Regions from separate parts of the Rattus norvegicus genome. Here region 1 is linked to region 2. Evidence: chromatin contacts called from public Hi-C data. All regions are on one chromosome and are shown on one strand. Each heading gives the region's core, a stretch centred on a gene start, on an enhancer-like site or on the middle of the called end of the contact. The rest is flanking DNA. Distances are from core to core; before and after follow the strand shown.

Region 1 (7,303 bases), core at 2,434-4,933, 130 kb before region 2:
TCATCCAGCTCTTATTCATTACCCCACCAAATGTCCCTTGTAGAGTCCCTTGTAGAGAGGAAAGCTAAACATAGAGTCTAGGAAACAGTTCTCAACTGCAAACAATAGTTTAAAAAAACTGCAGTTATACTGCCAGATTTGTGGGCACCAGGTATGCATTCATCATTTATCTTTGTCACAATGAAGTTTAAACTCTGTATTTATGGCCCCTCAGATTAATAAGGAAACTTTTGTAACCATAGTTAACTCTTGATAAGTTTGTTCAACTTGTTGGAACTTGTCTATGATCTTTCTAAAATAGTCATTACTATTTTGAATCATGCGAAACAAAACTTTTCCAAAAGGGGGGAAAGGCTTTTCTGGAACAGTCACGTTGTTAGTAACTGCAATTAATTTCCCTCCTATTTGCTGGGAACTAATGGGTGCATCAGTTGAATTCATCGCAGTCGTTGAGTTCATCAGGATCATGGTGGTGTGAGACGTTTCCGTCTCTGAACTCTCAGTTCCTGAGACATCTAAAGGTACATGACCATCTTCCCACACTGCTGTATTCTTAAAATCAGATATTGCTGACAGGCTTAAAGTTGCTAAGATCACCAAGGTTAAAAACACAGAAGGCATCTCCACCGCAAGCAGGTCAGCCAATATGGAAGGCAGCCTGGGTTGGCACAAAGGGGCTGTGCTCTGATTGGCTCACTGTATCGGCACCGAGTATCTCAGGAGAGAGCGTCAGTGCCAATGCCTGCTGGTCTGGAAGTCATGGAGCTCTCACATCCGTCAGTTTGAAGAACTCAGGGAAAGCCAGAGCTCACTGATGCTGACAGGTAAGCTTGTTTGACGTTTCCAGTTAGAGAAGCAACATCGTTGAAGAGGCGTGGCTTGACCACTTATCTGTCAAGTCATCTCCTGAACTGATGTCGGTTGACACAGGCTATCTGTCCTACATGTGTGGTCAGAGTAGTGAACAAGCTGCCCTAGTGAATAAAGGGTCTAACATCATTGGTCCGACAAAAGGCCATAAGGCCTCACGTTATAGTAAACTAAACCCCCTTGTGCTTTGCGGTTTGTTAAAGAAATGTCGAGTCTGCCAGGACCTGCCTCTCTGCTCAGCAGCTGCTGCAGAAGAGAGGTCAGGATGTCTAGGGTGACATGAGACAGGCAGATGAGACTATAAGGGTTGTGTCCCTTTTCTACTACTGGAACCAATTACTCAACATTGTGGCTCACACAGCAACGTTGTATTTCCCCTCGTGCCTACATTATAGTCATGCTTGATGGAAACGCCTGGTTCTACTTGGTGTCACTATGACAGCTAAGAGCCATTTAAAGGCCTCTTCTCATATGTCTGACAGCTGAATCTAGGGGGACAGAGCTGTCCGAAGACACATGCCCCAAAGGAAGAGAGACCAGGGTGTGGGGAGGTCTCTCCCATGATCTGGCTTCACAACTCCTCAGAGACTCCTCTGCTTCGTCTCTGCCCATAAAGGCAGCTGTAGGGCTCATCCACAGGAGAAAAGTTTGACTCGATCTTTTGACAAAATAAGTAAAAACAAAAACCTTCTAATCTTGAAAGAGTATAGGAAGTAGGAAAGAGTTCTTCGAGAAGTCATTTGGATGGTGTTTTGCTGGGGCAAACATGTGAAGAAATGTTTTGTTAAAATAGACACGTGTGTGTGGAAGGCTAAGGCAGACTCAGGAAGGAAAGTTTCGCTGACACAGACCCAGGAAAGAGGATGATCTGCTAAAGCAAGTCTGAGAAAGGAAAAGGCTTCTTTGCCAACAACACGCGTGCACTGGTCGGACTTACATTACACAGCTGAGCTGCACGTGTTGGGACTCTGTGGACTTGGGAGGGCTGGGTACTCGTGCTAAGGCAAGACACGTGTGAGGCAAAACCCATGCTGGTGCAGGGCCCATGGAGGACATGTGTTGCGGTAAAAATTAGAAAGGAATGTTTTTCTATCAGTTCCCACAAGCCGGATCCGCTCGCTCTGGCTGCTCCTCTGCCACACGGTCTGCAAGCCTCCCTCTCCCGGCTGTCTCCCTTTTGGGTGCCCTCTCTGCGCAGTCCCCTGGGCGGTAGTTACCACGCCTGGGATGCATACAGTTGCAAGCATCGCTGTTGCCGTCTTTGAAAGGACAATCCCTGGTGTTCACGGGAGGTGGGGGAGCACGCAGGAACCAAAGCTGAAGGGTGTCAGAGCAGCTGCAGGGAAAGCCACACAGCTCATAGAGAGGGGAAATCCAGCTGTGACTCTAGAAGTGTGAAGCATCTCCTGAGCCTTGAGGACCAACCGCTGGGAGGCAGGGCAGGGAAGGGATGCGGAGGGAAGAATATGGAGACTCACATGCTCTGCCAAACACAGTCACAGACGGGAAACTTCCTGTCTGGCTTTTGAGTCCATTTTAGTGTTTGTTAAGCCAGTTCCCCTGTGGAATTGCTAGCCACATCTGTGTATGCCTGCCTGCCTGCCAGCCCTTCCTTTTTACTCAGGTTGGGGTTCTCTGTGCTTTTTCCTAGTAGATGAAATGGAGAGAGAGAGAGAGAGAGAGAGAGAGAGAGAGAGAGAGAGAGAGAGAGAGAGAGAGAACATCATCAAGGTGAGCATGTAAACTGTCAAGCACAGCCAGTTTTAAAAATGCAGTAGAAGAAAGCAGCCGAGAACACCTTTCTTGATGGGGGAAGTAACATGAAAACATTACACTCTAGTGGTCCACTGAGACTTTCAAGTTGCTGCTGAGTGAATCACCAGGAGGCTCTGGAAAACTAAGGATGTCTAGAGGCCAACCACTGAGTGATGGAGGGCAGCCTTATTCCACCGTGCCCTCCACTGCTAGTCTCTGGACTCAGACACCTTCCCAGCGCACAGCTTGTGGGGTGAGGTGGGATCTTTCCAACCCATGAGGCCACGCGGTCCAGTTCTTGCTGAAGATGGTGCTGGATCAGGAGAACCCTGGTCCCACTAGTTTTGGGCCATCCCCTCACCCCTGGAGTCTGCTTTCTCCCTCATGTGCTTCTTCCTCCTCCACACACATTCTTCTCTGACAATGTCGCCAACAGCTGTGTGTCTGTGAGATATATATATATATATATATATATATATATATATATATGTATTTTAATATCCCTAAGACAGACAGATCCTGGCTATTTCATTCATGAGAGGAAAAGCAGGTTCTGTGCCAACTGGGCTGCTCCAACATGTCACATGAGCACTGAAAGATAATCTCCCTCACCCCACCCCTGCCTGTTTACACATTTATCAGAATAGAAAGTATAAGAATGGCATCGGCTTTAAACCACGCTTATTTAAACAGTTGACAAAATGCCTTTTATTGAGGGGAAAATGAGCAATTAAGATAATAGTGAAAAATCAAACACCGGCCTTTGTGTGTGTGCGTGTGTGTGTGTGTGTGTGTGTGTGTGTGTGTCTGTGTGTCTGTGTGTGCTTGCATCTGTCTGTCTCTCCCCCCACCTGTGTCTCTGTCTCTGTCACCCTCCCTCCCCATCTCCATTCTTTCCTCTCTGACCCCAACCCCCGGTGTGGGGTTGGGATGGAGGGAGGGTTACTTAAAATGGCGGAGTCTAGTCAAACCTTGGCGAGAGTTGACCCAGAGCCTAGCATAGTATATTTCTGTTTTTCTTGACTGGAGACCAAGAGCCACAGGAACCCTTGCACCCGGAACTGGACTTGGCTTCTGACTTTTGTTAGGGCATAACAAACAGGATTACCCATTATCGGGGTATCTGGTTTCCTGGTGCCATTTCTCTGAACCCCAAGGTGGTGTGGCCTGTAAAGGAAAGGCATGTGGGGGGTCTGTGGGGAAGGGGTGCTCTCCCCCATGGGGGCCATAGATGCTTTCACCATGGAGGGAGACTGGGAACGCATCTCATCTGGCAGAGATCATAAGCTTGGGGGTGCTGCTGTTAAATCTCAACTCCGACAAGGTGTAGGGGACCAAAATGCATCAACAGCTCATACAGTGAGGTGATGTCTCAGGTTGGACCGAGGAAACATTTCTCACTTGCAGTAAAGAGTGCTGATCTGAATTGGGGCCTGAGCCGCTCCCCCCTACTCCAGGTCTCCTGCATCCCTCACTTCCTGCTGAGATTCCCCTGTCAGTAGCTTTCCCCAGACCAGTGTTTAAGGACAGGATAACAAGCTGACGGCGGACTTGATTCCATTGCATCACAAAGTAAATTAGCCTTGAGCTGTTGGTTTTGGACTGTCTACAAGAGATAACGCAGTCACCCACTGGTTGCGTGTAGTTTCTGGGTTTCAATGTCCTTGGCAACCATTTCCTGCCCCCTCTGAAATGTGATGTTCCCAAACTTCTTTAGTTAAATGTCCTATAATCGGTTCATTTCTCAAAATGTGCTGTATAGTCGCTCTGTATTTAAGAGTGATCTAGTGACACAAGACCGTGTGAGTACCATGCTCTGTTTTTCAAGGAATTGAATTGGTGTCCCTGGGCACCACAGCTTGTTGCTAGGCGTTGCTATGTGATCCTGCAGAGACCTGACCACCCCTTGGCTCTGTGTCCTTCTTTGAGATACTTCTGCCTAAGACTACCCTCTTGCTGTGGGTATCCATGCTTATCCAAGGATACCACTCAATGAAAGCACTGTCGGGCACTGGTGACCCTTACCAGGCTTTTGGGGCTACTCCCTTCTCTAATCAGTCAACGCATTCAAATCCCTGAGAACTATTGCCTGATTCTCAACAACGGGCTTCTCCTGGGAGCCCTGCTTGTTCTCTACAAAGTACCTTGGCTACCTCTGCACATTGCTGCGGTCTCCTGAGTACTATTGCCTGCCACAAATACCACATTCCCTTGAGGAACACTTTCTGCTTGAGAGTCCTGCTGCCTACGGTGAACACCACTGCTTGGCTGTGGCACAGCTGCCTGCCTCTGGGCACTACTGCCTGGTGCTGGATGGCCACTGCACACCACTGGGCATGCTCCCTACACTGAGCCCTGCTAGCCTTTGTCCTTGGCCTCATCCTGCCTCTTTGCCTGATCACTGCCCTACCGAGGTCTTGAACATCAGGACTACACAGCATTATAAAAATCGTAGGATAATGCCTTTGTTTTTCTTTGTCCCAAGTTGTCAATGAGCATCAAAATAAATGTGTTTGGACTTCTGAAGTCCTTCAGTTTTTATAACAGAACTCCAATTTTTATATCAGAAGACAAATCCAAGTGACAGGCACTGTTGTGTTTTTTTCCAGTTGGTCACAGGGGCTCTGGTACCAAGCTAGGCCTTTTAGTCTAGGCTCTACTTCAAGGAGATGTGTTCTCTCTGAGAGCCTCCTGGAGAAGTAGGTGAGAGTTTGACATCTGGATTCACAGGCACTGGGCCTGGCTTAGGCTTCTTCTGAAACCCCACCTTCACCCCCTGTGACACACTTTCTCCAACAAGGCCACACCTACTCTAACAAGACCATACTTTCCAACCCCTCTCAAGTAGTGCCATTCCCTGATGACCAAGCACCAAACATGAGCCTACAGGGAGGGGGATTCTCTTTCAAACCACCATAGCCGCTCATCCTTCCTTCCATTAGGTGGTGTGTTCCACAAATCCCCAGAAAAGCATCCATGCTGCCTGAGGTGAATGTGACATACGTTAAATTGTCATGTACTGTTTGGAAGCTGCATCCCCTTCCATTTCAGACCGAAGCATGTTTATCTCAAAATGTCCTCCAATAATAAGTTATCTGAGGGTGGGCTGGTCCCCTTAATCCCTATAACAGAGAGGAAAATACAACAAAACAGCTGTGCCCTTGAGGACTGCTCCCAACAGAGGTTATCATTGTTTATCCCATAATTGGAAAGCGCCTGGAGCAGGAAGAAGGCAAAAGCTTAGCCACCACAAGTTCACGCCACAGGAAGCTCACCTGTGCAGAGAAATCTCAACCAGGAGGCCCAGGAGATTCTCTGAGCTTCCCCAGTTGGTTTCTGCTGGATGCGCCCGGTTTGATGGTGTGGTCTCTACCTGTGGCTGTCTGTGCTTTTCGTCTGAAGTACTGCACAAAAGAGGATATTCTGTCTGGGACCCTCTATCTGTCAAAAGCTCCCACTGGCTGTTTTAGTTCCCGGGGCTTCCCCAATCAGTTTCTGCTGACGGTGCAGTTGTCTGATCCATGCTCTGCTTTCTTTGGTGCTCGCTGTTTTCTTCCTTGGCACCCGCTTGCTGTGTGTTTGATAAACTCCCGAGTATGAAACTGAAAACATGACGACTGTGGGTCATTGTCTGTAGAGGCAGAGACCCAAGGCTCCAGAAGACGGCGAGCTACCTCTGCCACTCAGGAGGGAAAGTTCAATCCTGACAAGGCAGGAGACGAGAAAAAGCCCAAAGTTGGCTGAGTAAATGAAATTGAATAATAGGGCAGACCAACGGAAAGCAGAAAACGCAAAGGGTTTATGGGTTGTCACAAGTCATTTCTAGTCCTAACGGGAAAGGATGGCGCTTGGATTGGCTTAATAGGAAACAATACTTGAAACGCAAATATTAGGATAGAGGTGTTGAAAATAGAGGGTTGTGAGTTTTTTCTAAAGAAAGATGACTTTCTTCTCTCTCTCTCTCTCTCTCTCTCTCTCTCTCTCTCTCTCTCTCTCTCTCTCTCTCTCGTCCAGTCTCTAGGTGTGACTTCAGGTGCTGTGTATGTGCTGACGTGTGCTCTGTCTGCTGGATCACTCTGGGTTTCTGCGTGGGAAATGCATCACCATGACAAGAAGTAGAGCTGACATTGTGAGGTAGAGGATACAGAACTGGGTCAAAGTCCTACCTCTGTCTGCTCGGCAAATCTCCACCCAGAATTGTCGGCATGAAAAGAAGCCGAGGCAGCAAGTTAGAGGACGGGGCTCTTGCCTGTTGCTCTGTATTTGACCCGTTCTTTAACTTACATCATTTCTTATAGTGCTGGGGATAGGACACAGGGCATCACACTATAAGCAACTCTACCACTGAGCTATATTTCCAGCCCTTATGTAATTATTTTATAATTTTATTTCAGTAACCACTATTTTTTCATTAAGAACTCATTGGCTTTTAAAATGTAACCCCGCCCTCCACTGTCAGCATTTACTTTGGAGATGGAGTTTTTATAACATGGTCAGAACTAATTTTTTAATTGGGAAGGCTCCTAGCAGATGAGCATCTGGAAGAAAGGACTAAGAAAACCCTTGAGAAAAAAGCTACCCTCAAAAACCATCTGGGCACAGAGGACCCCAGCTATGAGAAACTCAGAGGCACCCCTTTATTTGTCCAAATCCTGCCCCCTTATTTTCCTCCCCTCTC
Region 2 (6,854 bases), core at 673-3,172:
TCAAATATCCTATCACCAAGCTGTGCCATGGCTCTTGGGGATTTTGAGTCAGTGCTTCATTCTGTTGCTCTCCTGGCCTTGAACCACAGTTCCCCTGTCTAAATCCACCAAGTGTACTACTGGGATTACAGGCTTTGTCCTATGTCCAACTTCAGCCAGACATGTTGAATCCATATATATCCATGTAAACCAGGGTTTACATAAAAGAGGGCAGGGATAATACTTTGGCTACTGCTTTGAGATCACTAAGAATATAAGCATAGTATGAACATGTGTTTCTGCTCGGATGGGAAGGTATCCTGGGACTCAGAAACCTAGGAACCACACATCTCTGAGTGGAAGGGAAACCTGAGGTAGGGAACTCAGGAATCAGACAGTTATAAGGAGGGACGGTGTCACAATCAAAAGGAAAACTGAGACAAGGGAGTACAGGAACCACAAAGCTCACAGACAAATCCTCTTCAGCAGTGATGCTGCAACTCCCCTGGGGGTGGGGGTATCCTTAACTGAGCTGAGGAGTTGAGGAGCCTCAGACCCTCATCCATTTCATTTTTCCCTTCTCTTCATTGCTTCTTGGTGTCTTCTGATAGTCACTACAGCTCTGCTGCTAGCTTCTGTGACAACACCCACTGTCAGCATCAGTGTCTTGTGCATAGATCCTCCAGTAACTGGCTTTTTTCCAGTTCCTCCCATGTTGCAAGTGGTAAAGCTTAATTGTTTACACACCAGGCAGCAAATCTCATGAGACAGATGTATTGAGACATCCAGTGAAAGGAACTAAGAATCCAGGGAATTGGACAAAGGACAGGCCTTATGTGGGATTTCTTAGGAGGCACAGCTTTTCAAGGCAGAGATTTCCAGATTGAGGATTGGAGGATTTCAAATCATGAATTTAGGGAGCTCAGAGATTGGTGGATTTTCCTGTTTAAGGATTACAGGATTGGTGGGATTTTTGTGGGAAGCTTGGGGATTTTAAACTAGTGGGTTTTTCCTTCTCCTGGATTGGTTGCTTTTTCCCCCACCTCCTTCTTCCTGCATTGGGCCCATGGGAAGACCTTCCTAGTCACAGGCAGTTTTGGCTGAGGCTCTGTATCTGTGGAGCTGCGGAGGGTGCAACTACTATACAAGTTTCTGCAGGACAGCTCAGCTGGTGTGAGAAAGGAGATGCACCACCTTGAACAGCTTCTTGTGACAGCTCCAATCTGAGGTGCCGCCATTTTGACAGATACCGCCATTTTAACAAATGCTGCCATCTTAAGATCTTACAGGGTCCTCAGGCTGGGACAGGAAAGAGGGGTTGGTCACTGATTTGACAACTTTGGCTGTGCACTTAGAAACCATGATAAACATTCCTCCAGGAAATATTTATATAAAAATAAACACATTTTAACGAACACGGCTCTCCTTGAGTCTGATCAGGAATGGTGTTTGTGATGTCAGGGTCCACAAACTTGCTACTGGGTTCCCTGAGTGACTCCAGGTGTCACCTTTGCTTTCCTCAGGATGGCTCTGAAACATTTTATTCCTTCAAGTATCAAATCAAGGAGGGCAACTGCCCTGTTCAGAGAGGCCTCACCTGACAGGACTGCGACTTCAAGAACGCTGAGGAAACCATGAGTATGCTCTTTATATAAAAGCCCCAGCCTGACCCATGCAACCCTCAGGGTGCTATAAAATATAAATGAGACAGGAAAACTGATAGACCAAGTATGAAATTTGTATCTAGCGTGGGGTACACCTAATGACTTTGCTCCCAGGTATTTGTTTAAATCAGAATCACCTGTCACCTCAGACAGTCATCAGCTGTTCATGGTGACAAAATTCAAAGTCCTTTTAGCCATTCTCTGTGAACAATACAGCATTGTCCTCTGTGTCCATTCCAGTCTATCTGTCATTCAGTAATCCTTGGCCAGCCCTGTCCTATGCCAGCCTCCAACTGCTGATGACTCCTGTCCTGCTCCTAGCTTAGGTGACATCAGCCCTGTCAGCCTTTGATATCCCGTGCCTAGATGCACTCACTAACCAGCTGGTTTCCAGTTCCTTCCATGTTGCAAATTGCAAAGTATAATTGTTCATACATCTATGGTATTCTATTCTGTATATATATATACCAACATACTTGCCCACTCATCAGACACTGGTTTTTTGTTTGTTTGTTTGTTTGTTTGTTTTGGTGTTGTGGTTAATTACAAGGGGATTATTTATATTATAGAGCCTGTTCAGGAAAGATGAAAACTTTGTAATATGTAGAATATTGACCCACACCATATCTGTGTTCCTGGAAAGACACATGAATCAGGAAGATGCCAATCATTAAACAGGCATGTGTCAACTCACTAGAAGGTATACATGTAAACAACAAAAGTTTGTGCATCAGACCACAGGGAGACAACAGGAAGACATTTGGGTTGAGTTCAAGGTCTAATTTAGGAAGAATATGGTAATTTCAGCTTTATTGGCCCTCAGTATAAATCTTGACTTTGCCACTCATCCTCCCTCCGCAGGTGCTTCATTCTATTAAAATGAGGAAATATTGATGGCACTGGATATAGGAGATGGAAACTAGATACATTATACAAAGGAGCTGTTAACAATAAGCACCTTAAAGAAACACTGGATTGAGCATGAGTACCTGATGTTTGCCTTGCACTGGCGAGAGGGTATTATCTGCCTGAGAAGCAAGCCTTTCTTCTCCCTGGCTGGAGTTCCCCTCTTAGATAGGATGTCAGCATCATCCACGTGTTTGTTTAAGCACTGTGCTCATTCACAGTTGTAACATGTACTGGGTTCCCAATTAGGAGACCAGGATTTCTACTCTGGCTCTGTGAGCTTGTGTAGCAGTTGCTATCCCCTGCAGTCAGTCTCTCAGAGCCATAGGGACACATCAGGGTGAGCTCTAGCTTCACACAATAGCTCCTGATACTCAGGACAGGGGGCTAAAGTGAAGGCCAAGTCAAAGCTATTCAACAAATATTATTCATCACTAAGAGTGGGCAGACATGTGTAAGCACCGACTGTGTGCTGCTCTGTTAAGCGCTTTCTGTGTGTGGGCACACTGATTCTCCACAGCAACCTCTTAAGTACATGTGGTGCTGTTTCCACAAGGTGGGTAAACTGAGGCAGTGGGGGGCACCAGAGCAGCAGGAACAACTAGCAGCCAGCAGTGTGGAAGTGGGATGTTCTAAGAGGTTAAACTGATTTATGTAAAGAGCAGGCAAACACTGAAACTGAGGGGGGAATCAAAGAGGAAGCTCATCCTGTTGATTCTGAGGCATGGCATCCATCTTGGTGGCAAACAAGTAGCCACAGATCTCCACATCATGACTCAACCTTAGAGGACTTACTCTGCCTCTCCCCTGTCCTGTGAGCATCAGTGGCTCGAGGGAACAATCACAAGGTCACATAAATATTCATTCTCAAGTCTCACAAGTTTGTTAATGGGCTGGTAAGATTGCTGAGTGTTAAGAGCACTTGCTACTCTTGAGAATTCCTGGGTTGGGTTTCTAGCACCCAAATGGACACTTGGAACCATCTGTAACTCTAGTCCCATTGCTTCTGCTGCTGTCCTCTGGGTTCTGCAGACACCAATCATATAGACACACATCCAGGAAAAGCACTTGCATGCATAAGAACAAATAAATCTAAAGAAAACAAAACAAAAACTCTATTAAAACATCCTTATTGCTTTTACTTCTTTTTCATTTTAAAAAGCCACATTTAACAACACCACTGCTAGATATTGTCATCACAAAGAAAGATTTAGACAAATGGCCTTTTTTTCTTTTAGGCCACTGGAGAATGAACAGAAACTGTGGAGAAGAGTGGAAATAATAAATTCTCTATAGCCACATAGACCTACAATGGTTACTCTGGATGGGTGATACATCTGGGGACCTGTCCTGTGGGTGACAGTGGGTAGGAGCCTGGTGAGTGGCATATGTTGATGTTAATTATTCTTATGTCCTATGGATATGACACAGACTCATAAACTAGGTCTAGCTTACAAATGAATGAGACTCAGACATTGAATTATTTATTTAGCTTTGCACTAATCTAATTTTCTAACTGGACCACCTACTTCCCCATTTGTGCTCCCAAATACTTGCTGTTTGTGTCTACCAGGATTATTTCTGTACCACCACCCTCTCCTTATGGTACATTTCACTCAGGAAAATGTGCCTGGTCCATCATAGCTAATGGAAACCTACTCTTTCCTTTGTCTTCTTCTTCCTTCTGGTGTTTATCTGGAACCCGCACCTCTATTTTCTCCAGTAATTGGCTGTATTCACCTTTATTTAACAAATAGTTTTAAACTTGGAAGCAAGGTTCACACAGCATCATGGTGTACATGCAGATCTGCTTGTCAGGGCAGCCAGGTCTAGGGGGAGTGGGGGTCAGTATTTAGCATTTAAACAGGTAGCAACACCAGACCAACTGCCACATTTCCCATTTTGTCCAGACAAGAAGGCTCTTTCTTTTACAATAATAAATGGCATGTAGTAGGAACAGATATGAAGCACTTATGGAAACTATTAGGTAAGGTTTACATTCATAAAGTCCAGTCCATCTGGGTTTGACAACTTTGGATAAAGTATTGAATTATCCATCCTATCTCGCTGAGTTTAGAGTTTTGTACCTAAATCATTTTCTATCATAACGTGTAATGGTTAACTTAAAAGCATTTTTAGACCTACAAACGTCTTCTTAAATTCTAAAAAACTTAAATTTAATTATGAGACTATGACTGCCTAGGCTTCAACCCCATCGGAGGGAGATCTGATTATATAGGAAGTGCAGGCAAGCAGTGTTCAAAACTATAGAAATGGCAGACAGCATTGGCTGTCTGAATACCCCCTGGACAGGAGAAAACTGATTCCACAGAGTTATCCTCTGACTTCCACAAGACGAGCACATCCCGCCCTAAGCACGCGCACACACATGCACACATGCCCGTGGGAGACACACACACACACACACACACACACACACACACTAAAAACAAGATCAACAATATGGGAAGATTAAATAAAGCCAAGCAGACCCCTGGGGTGGAGTGTTAGGCAGAAGCTTGAAGGTATCTTTGTAAGTAGTGTTTGCTGCAGGGCTGTCTCTCCTGCTTCAGTAGTCAATAAAAAGCAGAGCATGAAAATGAATACACTTATAAGTGAGTACAGACCATGCATGCCCTTTTGGGCCTTGGTTACCTCACTCAGAAGTGTCCTGCCTACAGGATGTGCAGGGACAAACATAGAGCAGAGCCTGAGGGAATGGCGCACCAAGTGCTGCCCCCAATTGACAGCTATCCCAAGGGCAAGAACCAATCCCTGACACTGTTAATGATACTCTGTTGTGCTTGCAGACAGGAGCCTAGCATAACTGTCCTCTGAGGGGCTCCACCCAGTGGCGAATGGAAAGAGACCCAGAGACCCACAGCCAAACATTGGACGAAGCTCAGGGAGTCATGTGGACGAGTTGGGGGAAGAATTGAGGGATCAGAAGACAAGGACTCCACAGAAAGACCTACAGAGTCAACTAACATGAACCCTTGGAGGCTCCCAGAGACTGAACCACCAACCAGGAAGCAAGCATGGGCTGGACCGAGGGCAGGGCTTATAACAGATTTATAGCTTGGTCTTCATGGCAGTAACCCATCAACTGGAGGATGGGCTTTCCCTGAAACCTGTTGTTTGGCTGTTGATTCCATCCCCCTAACTGGGCTGCCTTGTCTGGCCTCATTGGGAGAGGATGCCTAGTCCTGCAGTAACTTGAGTTTCAGGGGAGAGGGGGTGATTTCAGGGGATCCCCCTTGTCAGGGGAGAAGGGGATGGGAGAGGGAAATGGCGGGAAGGATCTGTGTGAGGTGGTATTGGAGGAGAGTGACAGTTGATATTGGGATGTAAGGTGAATAACGAAATTAATGAAAAAGAGACCTAAACAGACCTAAACAGAAGAAAAAAAACAAGTGAACAAGAATAACTATTCTAGAGATTTAAAAAAATTGTTTTAAATTTATAATGAAGTTGTGGAGCTAAGTAAAAAATGTTTAAGGAGGTACTAGTCTTAATAGAAAGACATGTAAACAATTCTGCAGTAACTCCTTAAGCCACAATGACATATGACATGATGACATTGAACTTATAGAATGTAAAAGTGCTTAGAAAACCATGTAATCAATTATCCTGCTATAATGAGTCTACCTGATAATTATATGACTTAAATTTTTTCTGAAAAAGTACAAAAATTAAGAGCAAAAATAAAGTGACAGTGTAGCATTTTCTGGGTCATCCAGTGTGCGTGTGTCTGTGTGTGTGCCTTTCTTTCCTCCTTTTTCCTTTTTCTTTGGTTCACCTGGCCTAACAAGCTCCTCTTGCTTGGCCAGCAAGAGGTTCCTGAGTCAATAGTAAAGAGCCTAAGTAACTAAGTTCCTTTTCTTAATCCCCAGCTGCTCTCTCAGGAGATCATTGCCAGAAGCCATCAGCTTTTAGCCCCAGAACAGCAAAAGAGAGTTAAACAGTGAGAAGTCATCCATTCCCCCATAATCCCTGAGCTCTGTTGACTTTTTATTAAGGGATATTGGCTTTTGCTCTGTGTTGGGTTAGGATGAGAGAACCAGAGGGAGTTGGACTGAGGGCTCTATCTATGGAGGGAGCAGGTGTTATAGGTGGGTCCCAGAATGTGGGGTCTGAGTGCTCAAGGAAAGTGGGGGATTTTTTTTGTATGTGTGTGTGTGTGTGTGTGTGTGTGTGTGTAGAGAATAGTTGCTTAACTTAGGTTCTCAGAATGTACACAGGTGTGTGTGTGTGTGTGTGTGTTTTTGTGTGTATGCAGGTGTGTGTTTACAGGTATATGTGTGT

Evidence for each region. A called contact is a pair of places that touch in the nucleus more often than the background predicts.
Region 1: a contact with region 2 is called in a Hi-C map of liver, with 3 times the contacts expected there. The contact joins two enhancer-like sites. A contact is called at or near these places in 2 of 12 Hi-C or Micro-C datasets (both in liver).

The regions. Positions count from the first base shown.
Region 1 is chr11:91,641,256-91,648,558 of GRCr8, reverse strand. No RefSeq gene overlaps it. Among named protein-coding and RNA genes, the nearest start is that of Ahsg, 12 kb to the right of the region's middle. Within about 2 kb of position 3,683, at least 5 of the 93 cell types and tissues checked have an H3K27ac peak or open chromatin away from gene starts, as enhancers often do. A contact at or near this core is called in liver, where this site is marked.
Region 2 is chr11:91,508,634-91,515,487 of GRCr8, reverse strand. LOC108352357 (a long non-coding RNA gene) reads left to right here. Exons shown (of 3, transcript XR_005491457.2): 2 at 3,788-3,926; 3 at 5,360-6,854. Among named protein-coding and RNA genes, the nearest start is that of Kng2l1, 29 kb to the right of the region's middle. Within about 2 kb of position 1,922, at least 1 of the 93 cell types and tissues checked has an H3K27ac peak or open chromatin away from gene starts, as enhancers often do. A contact at or near this core is called in liver, where this site is marked.